Regions from separate parts of the Sus scrofa genome. Here region 1 is linked to region 2. The links are chromatin contacts, called in public HiChIP or PLAC-seq maps. All regions are on one chromosome and are shown on one strand. The core of a region is the stretch at or near the end of the contact, and the rest is flanking DNA. Distances in the headings are between cores, read along the strand shown. Region 1 holds the start of MRPS31 (28S ribosomal protein S31, mitochondrial). Region 2 holds the start of COG6 (conserved oligomeric Golgi complex subunit 6).

Region 1 (4,670 bases), core at 1,080-3,579, 900 kb after region 2:
GGTTGGACCAGACTGCTCATCTTTCTTGCTATAGACCAAGTTGTTAGTGCCAAAATATCTTTGGATATTATTTTCTGTCCTGAAAAGATTAAAGAAAAAAAATGAAATACAGGGCAAAATCATAAAGTCAGGGCTCAAAATGCTGCTTCTATGTTTTTTAAATTTTTTCAATTCAAACCCTTTGCTTTTGCTTATTGTTGTTGTTCACAACCATAAGGACAGCAATTTAACATTTATTGAATGTATGCCATGTGCCTAGTGTTGAGCAACATTTTATGTACATTTTCTCATACCCATATCAACCCATACGGTAGATATTATCCCCATCTTACAAATAAGGAAACTGGAAACCAGAGAAGTAACTTACCCAAGGTCATGTAGCTGAGAGCTCACTAAAGCTGAAGGCACACTAGTGAGCCACAAATGAGTTACAGGCCTGCTGAGATACTGACCACCTGGTCCTCAGGGTGTCTGAGTGAGGCCCAGGCTGCTGGTGCTCCTGTCTGTTGCTTCCCTCCGTGTTCCCTCAGGTTTGGTACAAATCTCATTGTCTATGTGTTCCATGACATTAAAAAACCTTGCAAAACACTGATATAGTTAATACATTTCAATTTCTTATTCTCAAACCTCAAACTGACAAACCAGCAAGTCCTTACTCTTTTTTTTTTTTTTTTTTTTTTTTTTAAGGCTGCACTTGTGGCATATGGAAATTCCCAGGCTAGGGGTCGAATAGGAGCTGCAGCTGCAGGCCTATGCCACAGCCACAGCAACGCCAGGTCTGAGCCTTGTCTTCAACCTACTCCACAGCTCATGGCAACCCCGAATCCTTAACCCACTGAACAAGGCCAGGGATTGAACCGGCATCCGCATGGATACTAGTCAGGTTAGTAACCCACTGAGCCACAATGGAAACTCCCACATCCTTACTCTTAACACAATATAACAGCTCTATAAAAAGTCATAAAAAACAATATGACAATAAAGAAACTCCTATTTTTTTTAAAAAAAGGTTACTTTCTTTAAAAAAAATTCCTGGGTGTGATTCTAATTAATTTCCTCATTGAGCTACCTGCCATTTAACTAATCACCATTTGTAAGCTAAGCTAAAATGGAACAGAAAAGAATATTCAGGGGCCTCTTGCCATAAGCAGGTATTTCTGTATTCTAAAAATTGACATATTTTAAAAGCTTTCTTTTGTTAACATTAATGGCACCCTAATCCTCTAAGGCAGCCAGCTGAAATCTTTGCTGTCTCTCCTACCCTTATGTCATCATGTGATATCCTAGCAGTTTCACTTGTGCAATTCTTCTCCTCCATCCAGTTACTTCTTCCCATCCCCACTGCTCCTAACCTGCTTCAGGGCTGTACTTAGCCAAACTGGCCCCCAATCTTTCTATATGGAATATATATGCAGTAGAATTGTTTTCACAAACGTGAGTGTTCTCAGAGAATACGTACCAACATCAAGTATGCTGCAAATCTTTTTGTTGCCTGGCTAACTCCAACCCTTGGTCCTCCTTCAGATTTTATCATATTTCTTCTCTAGAAATTATACTCTGAACCTCTCCTACGATGATGAGGCGTCTTTATTTGCTCATCCAGCAATTACTTGTTCAATTAATTCTGTGCCACCTCCACTATCTCAGCCAGCACTCCACTATACTTGAACTGCCTACTTTGTGGAACTATACGCTCTGTGATGGCAGGACTGTGTTACCGGGGGGTAAGCGCTTTCAAAAATCAAGGTAACATCATCACAGTCTTGGGAGACTAAATAAATAACAACAACAAAAAAAAACCCTTTCGCTTTCTGGAACCTGGATAAAATGGGAAGTGGGAAGAGGGATGAGGCGCGGTATGTAGTAGAAGGAGCACAGGGCAGAGGACCAGGCCTAGCCACAGGAGCTGTTTCCTACGCACGCTATGACCTTGGGCAAGTCGTTTTATCTTTCTGGGATTTCCCTTTTCTCAGATATAAAGCAAAGGCTTCTAAGATCCTAAGGGTCAGAACATGGGCCCCAGGAAGCCTGAGAAAAGTAACAATGTACAGGAGCGGGGACAGGGGTTGCTTGAAGACCTGCGGGGCCAACAGCGCTGAAATGCGATACCTGACCGTTCCACGCAGAGAATCGAGCAGCAGGATGGCAGCCGCCGATGCCTCTGGGCCTCCGGAGCACAGAGGGAGGCGGGAAAGGGGGCGAAGAGGGATGACAGCAGAGACCCTCGGAAGCATCGCAGAGAAACCATTAAAACCGGGAACGCTGCAGCGAAGGTGCGTCCCCCGCCAAACACGCCCTCCACTCCTACTTCCGCTTCCCAGTCTGACGCGCTCCTTCCCCTAGTGTTCCGGAGGCAACAGGGGCCGGTAACTGTGTTCCGGGCTCGCCCGCGGCCGCGCTGAGCCCGCAGCCTGCAAGCGACTGCACCCTCGGCGATTCTAGTCCCGGAGGTGGAGTCAAATGAGGTCAGCCTGGGTGCGGTGCTGCAGGCGGGACCCTGACCCGAGAGCTGAGCGCTTGGAGGGAGCCATCAACTCTGCGAATACTGCTTTTCGGGCGGGAAAGATGAGGCGCAGAGCTGACCCTGTGGTGCGGCGTTTAGGGGAGAGGATCACAGCATTCATCGTATTGTAAAAATCATCGATTGCCACCGCGGAGACTTAAAGGGTTACCATGGGCCATGCTGTCGGATAAATTAGTATTTCCTTTCAGTCTCTGTTCTGGGCATAGAGTCAAAACATGAGATGCGTATGTTTCAAAAAAGGCTTTGGAAATAAAAAGATGCGGCTTTTTCCTGCCTCTTATGAAGGGATTGAACGGTGGTCCAGAAAGGATGTGAGGAATTCTCAGATCTGGAAGGGTGTGAGCATAAACGCGGTGAAAAATGCTGTCTAGTAAGTCACAAGGCAACCTAACCTGTAGCTTAGAATTCCATACTGTAGGTTGAATATTGACATCAGCATTTTGCCTAATGTCAAAAAAAAAAAAAAAATTCAAGATCAGTGGGGAATTTTTTGTGATGCTGAAAACACAGCTTACGTTGAGCAGATCTTGCTAAGATCCACTAGCCCTGAAAAACCTTTGTGACAATGCTAAGGACGTTACACTTAGGGATGCTTTTCCTTTTTTTTTTTTCCCTGCCTATAAGAAATGCGATCTTGGGGGGGGGGAGGTTCTTCCAGTTTCATTGAGATATAATTGAAGTCCAGCACCGTATAAGTTTAAGGTGTGCATCATGATTTGACATATACACCATGAAATGATTACCACATTAAAGATAATTAATAGAGTAGTTCTAATTGGCCACAAATTTTTAAAAAATGGAATGTCAGTACACTCCAAGAAAAAATAGATCTATCCTTTGAAAAACCATAACTTGTGCAATTGCGCAGAGTAATCATTTATGAAAGCAACAAAAACGTAGCCTAAAAGAAAATGATTTTCCTCCTCCTTCTATTCTGGCATTGATTCATTAGTCATTTTCTTCCCCAAGAAATGCACTTTCTAGAACAAAGTGCCTTTAGCAAGAGGCACCAAATCAACTTAAATAGGTCCCTATACGCATCAGTGACTTGGTGCTAAATGTCTCATGAAATTCTATGCTAATTAACTGGGCAAGCCTTCCATGAAAATGGAAAAAACAAAAACATTCTATATTCCATTTATCAACTGCTCTGTAACAGATCACCCCAATGACTTAAAACAATTTATTATTTGTCATAGTTCTATGGTTGAGGGAACTCAGTTTTGAGGTTCCTGTTTAAGGTCTCTTGTGTGGTTGCAGTCAGGTAGCAATTAGTCTGGAGTAGATTCCAAGATGGGTTTTTTATTCCCATATCTGATGGTTTGGCTGGAATGGCTGGAATAAATGGGCTGCCTGCACAATCTCCTCTTCCTCTCCCCTCCCCACCCCACTCTCCCTCTCCACATGGCCTCTGAAAGGTAGCAGCTTATGCCAGCCCAAAATATGCCCCTTTGGTTTAAGAATTATTTTGAGCAAACATAAAAAAAAGCTCTCTGCTTCCCCCTATTTGCCCAAAAGCAGGACATAAATTTGTGAAGCCATCGCCTCCCTCCTCTACTAAGAAAAACAAAAATCAATCAACAAAGACCATTCTAGACTCTTCTCAGCTCAGAGAGGGCACTAAAGGAATCCATGTAGCCAACCTTACTCACTAGCCTCTATTTTCTATTAGTTCCCCCATATTTTTGCTACCATAGAAACTCAAAATCCTTTGCTTTGGTTTTGTCCCTTTTTTCTTTTTTTTTTTTTTTTTTTTTTTTGTATTTTCTAGGGCCGCACCCGTGGCATATGGAGGTTCCCAGTCTAGGGGTCAAATCGGAGATGTAGCTGCCAGCCTTCACCACAGCCACAGCAATGCCAGATCCGAGCTGCGTCTGTGAGCTACACCACAGCTCAGGGCAATGCTGCATCCTTAACCCACTGAGCAAGGCCAGGGATCGAACCCAAAACCTCATGGTTCCTAGTGGGACTCAACCACTGAGCTACGACAGGAACTCTGGTTTTGTTACATTTCTAAAAATGTATTGCTCCTTGGTTAAGATGTTTTCTAGCCCCAAGGTATACTCAGTCTTTGGAGTTACTCACTTCTGAGTGCTCCCATATGTATGCATGATGCACGTGTTAATACATTTCCTTTTGTTTTTCT
Region 2 (4,199 bases), core at 19-2,518:
GGGGGGGGGGGGGGGGGGGGGGGGAGGTAGGGAGGATTTATAGATTATGTCATCTAACTTTAAATAAACAGCCTCACAAAATGGCAAATGGCCTAAAAAGATTCCTTCAGAGAACCCACAAATTGAAGATAATACTAACAATATAGTCACAAATAAAGTAAAAGGGGCAGAGCTGACACTCCCCATCCTCTAAGGACAAGGTGTTCATAGCCTAAGTGTTTTAGTATATTAAGGAGCTCAACACACATAACTAGCATTCACATTTTCACTAAAAGAAAACCTTTATCTTCAATACGAATTGTTATATATAAATATTATATATATACACACCCATATAAAAATATACACATATTTAAAACTTAGGTCTCTGATGAGGCTTACCTGAATAATTATTTTTAACTGTTGGAAAATATTGATTTGAACTGTTGAAAATCCTGATTTTTACGGCTTTAACTTATAATTTATAGTTAGCATTATAAAATAAATTAACATTAAAAAACATAAAAATTGCTTTAAATATATTTAAATTTTACCATAATGTCCCTGTCTTCGCACTCCTACATATCATTCCAAGTTTCAGATTATTTTGTTTACAAATGCAAATTCAGAGAAGTGCAAATAAACACGGAAAGGTGGGGAATAATTTAAGGTTGCGGGCCTACCTTATTAACCTGTTCACATATTCAGCAACACACGAAGATTAGAAAATTTCAGGCCGCTTGGAAAGGTACCAAATGAAAAATGGAAACCTCCTTTCCACAGGAATGCCATCCTGGAAAAAAAAAAAAAAAAGCCTAAATTTACACATTTCTCTTTTTCACACAATCACACAAGTGTTTCACATTATATACACTATAACGCACCTTGCTTTTTTCACATACTAGATTTTGGAATTCTTTCCACAGCCTCATTTAAATCTCCTTCACAGCAGATAACAGTTGCATAGTATTCTAAAGTGATCTTAACTGGAAATAACTTTTACCGAACGTATTTGTGAGACACAGGGCTCCGTGTGTTTCACTTCTGCCTAGCACGAACTTTCAAAGATTCAGGATTCCACATGCCCTTTTAATCCCGTAAACTGGAATCTCCAAACTCTATAAATTTGCCCTGAAGTTTAATCTATTTTGCAAAGTCGCGCGTTAGTCTCGTCCCCTCTTGCTCCGAGAGTCCTGCCCCGCCCCTTCTCTTCCTTCCACCAATTTCTACCGCCCCCAGCAGCTCCGCTCAACAGGAGTGGTCAGGGCAGAACCTTCCCAGGGCGCATGCGCGGTAGGTAGGCGCATGCGCGATGCGCGGCTGCTGGCGCGTCGCGCACCGGGGCTGAGGTGGCCGGCGCCGAGGAGGGGGCGGGACGCGCGGCGCTATGGCTGAGGGTAGCGGGGAAGTAGTCGCAGTGCCCGTGACCGGGGCTGCCAACGGCTTCAGTAATGGGGCCAGTGGGACCTCGGCGCAGACCAACAACCCGCTGTCGCGGAAGCTGCGTAAGATCCTGGACACGCGGCTGGACAACGACAAGGTAACCGCAGCCGGCAGGGCCGAAGGTCCCGCGTCGTTCGCGGGTCGGAGGGACTGGGGGCGGCGTCTGTCCGACACCCTCTAGCTTGTCCCTTGTCCCCACCGCCGAGGGGACCCCAGGCCCTCGGGACCCGCTGTCGTGCCGGCATGGGGCGGGTAAGAAAGGGTAGGCCGAGGAGCCCCTGGAAAAGCGAAGAGGTTTTCTGGGTATTGCTCCCTATTTATTTAAAACGGTTCTTTCCTCGATGACTCTGGATCCGGAAGGTAAACGGTGGAGGCGCCCTGCTTCCGCAGGTGTTCGGGGGTTCTGAGCAGGGAGGGAGAGAGGAGACACCCCCCTGGGGGCGCAGAAGAAGAAACGGGCAAAAGAGGAAAATGCAAGATAAGGCAGGACGAAGGGGGGCCTTCGGAGGAACGAAGGCCAAGGCTAAGCATCACTGAGCTTTTCCATTGACAGGTGAAAACATCTAACAATTTACAGAGCGACAGGGCTACCACCTGCTTATGGTTCAAAGGAAACAATACTAGTTTTTGTTGTTGGCCAAGCACTAACAATTTACAGCGCGAAAGGGCTACCACCTGTTGATGGTTCAAAGGAAACAATACTAATTTTGTTGTTAGCCAAGCACTAACTGACGTGTGGGCTTGTGCTGTATTTCTTTACAAGATAAACCTCCCGCATCCTCTTCCAAGTACCTTCTGAAACTTAGAGCGGACTTCCCATCTCCACTAGTAGCTGCTTATCTCTTCTGTATCACTGAGTCCCTAGGTATATTGTCATGCCGTTGTGGTTAAAATAAAAATATATATGTAGAAGTGAGAGTTCTAAAGATGAATTTGTAGGTAACTGACAGTAACCTGTCAATAAGAATTTTTGTGTTAAAAAAATAACAATATAATGAGCTAAGAAAGGTAGGCTCTGGGGCCACGGATTATTGGCTCTAAACCACCAAATTGGTGCATTATGGTTTAAGCCCCTTCTCTAAGCTGATGTTAAAATTCTAAATTGGGAATACTGCTAATAACTTTCTCAGGGTTGTTGTGAGGGTTCAGGGAGAGACTGCTTAGCACAGGGCCCCAGCAGTTTTTCCTTATGAAATGTTAATTCTTATTAAATGCTAATATTATACAATTTCTTAAGGGTTTAAAGTATCTAATATTGACATGGACTATTTCATTTACTACATCTACTCTGATAAATTAATATTATCGCCTTTTTACCCAATGAGAAAAATAAGGTGTGGAGAGAATGTTACTAGCTTAAGTGACATACTGGGTAAGTGGTGAGCTGTAATTTGCCCCTAATCTTTGTGATTTTGTTCATTCAGCATTTACTGACTGACTACTCCTTTGGGCCAGGCCCTAGGACATTTCAAGCCTGTATTCAAAAGAAACAGCTTTGTTTTACAGTAAATATTGATAGTTAAGGATATTTTTACTCTCACATATTAAACTGAATTTAAATAGCTTTTTGTCAGTCCAGTATCCTAAAATATCATTATAACCAAAAAATGGAAAGGTCAGCCTCTTGGAACATACATGGTTCAGGTGTAGGAATTTCTGTCTGTAGGATTTAGGGTGCTATTAGATATCATGGGCTTGGAACTCTGCCTCCTCTCCTCTGTCCATATTCTCTCTGTAGAAGAACTCTTACTCTTTTTTTTTTTGGTCTTTTTAGGGCCATACCCACGGCATGTGGAGGTTCCCAGGCTAGGCGTTCAATCAGAGCTGTAGCCGCCGGCCTACACCAGAGCCACAACACCACGGGATCCAAGCCGCATCTGCAACCTACACCACAGCTCGCAGCAACACCGGACCCTTAACCCAGTGAGCGAGGCCAGGGATGGAACCTGCAACTTCATGGCTCCTAGTCGGGTTCGTTAACTGCTGAGCCACGAAGAGAACTCACTCTGTTTTTAAATAGTGAAAAGCATGATGCTTCTCTAATTTATGAACCTTGTTCTTGACATCTTTACTAAACTCTAGATTTGTACAATCATTTGTCTATTTGACACCTTTGTTTGGATACATGATCAACATCGTAATGATGTTTTAACATGGCTAGAATTCCTGATTTTTCTCCAAACTGGTTCTGCTCCCCGTTAGAAAGAACATCACAACTTACCCTTCAAGGAAGACGCATACAAGTAATTTTTTATTCCTGTCTTTTTTTTTTTTTTTCCCACATCCAGTCCATTAAAAAATCCTATAGGCGCTATCTCACAAAAAAACAAACAGTTTTTTGGAAATGTCCTCTTGTTTTTATATACAATGCTACCATCTTGTTCTTCGCCCCTGTCACATCTTGCTTGGATTATTTTAGTTTCTTCCTATCTGTTTCCTTCCTTGCCCTCCTCTAGCATCCATTCTCCTCCCAAGGTTGGAATAAACTTTTAAATGTATAAAGCATATTACGGTACTCCTTTGCTTGACAGCTCTCGTAGTTTACCATAGCTTTGGTCACACCAGCCTTCTTTGTGCTGCTTTAGGGTCTTTGTACTCATTGTTCCCTCTGCCTGTGAAAGGCTTCGTTTCCCCTGGATGTTTCTTTCCTACCAGGCAGGCCTAAGTTCAGAAGTCACCTCATACAGGTCTTCCTCTCTCAAGTTATGTCCCACTCACTCAGGTCCTAGCCTAGCAGCTACCAGTGGTACTTATTTTTTACGTATATCCTTCCAGAG

Evidence for each region. HiChIP or PLAC-seq counts read pairs in DNA pulled down with a chosen protein or histone mark.
Region 1: an H3K27ac HiChIP or PLAC-seq map of alveolar macrophages shows a contact between it and region 2. The contact joins the promoter of MRPS31 here to the promoter of COG6 in region 2. A contact is called at or near these places in 1 of 5 promoter capture datasets (liver) and 1 of 2 datasets of contacts at active chromatin or transcription factors (alveolar macrophages).

Annotation. Positions count from the first base shown.
Region 1 is chr11:15,469,991-15,474,660 of Sscrofa11.1, forward strand. MRPS31 (28S ribosomal protein S31, mitochondrial) reads right to left here and starts at 2,330. Exons shown (of 8, transcript XM_001926103.5): 1 at 2,110-2,330; 2 at 1-79. The coding sequence starts at 2,234.
Region 2 is chr11:14,574,936-14,579,134 of Sscrofa11.1, forward strand. It overlaps COG6 (conserved oligomeric Golgi complex subunit 6), which reads left to right and starts at 1,269. Exons shown (of 22, transcript XR_002336515.1): 1 at 1,269-1,519. LHFP (lipoma HMGIC fusion partner) reads right to left here and starts at 1,195. Exons shown (of 6, transcript XM_005668367.3): 1 at 864-1,195; 2 at 663-772.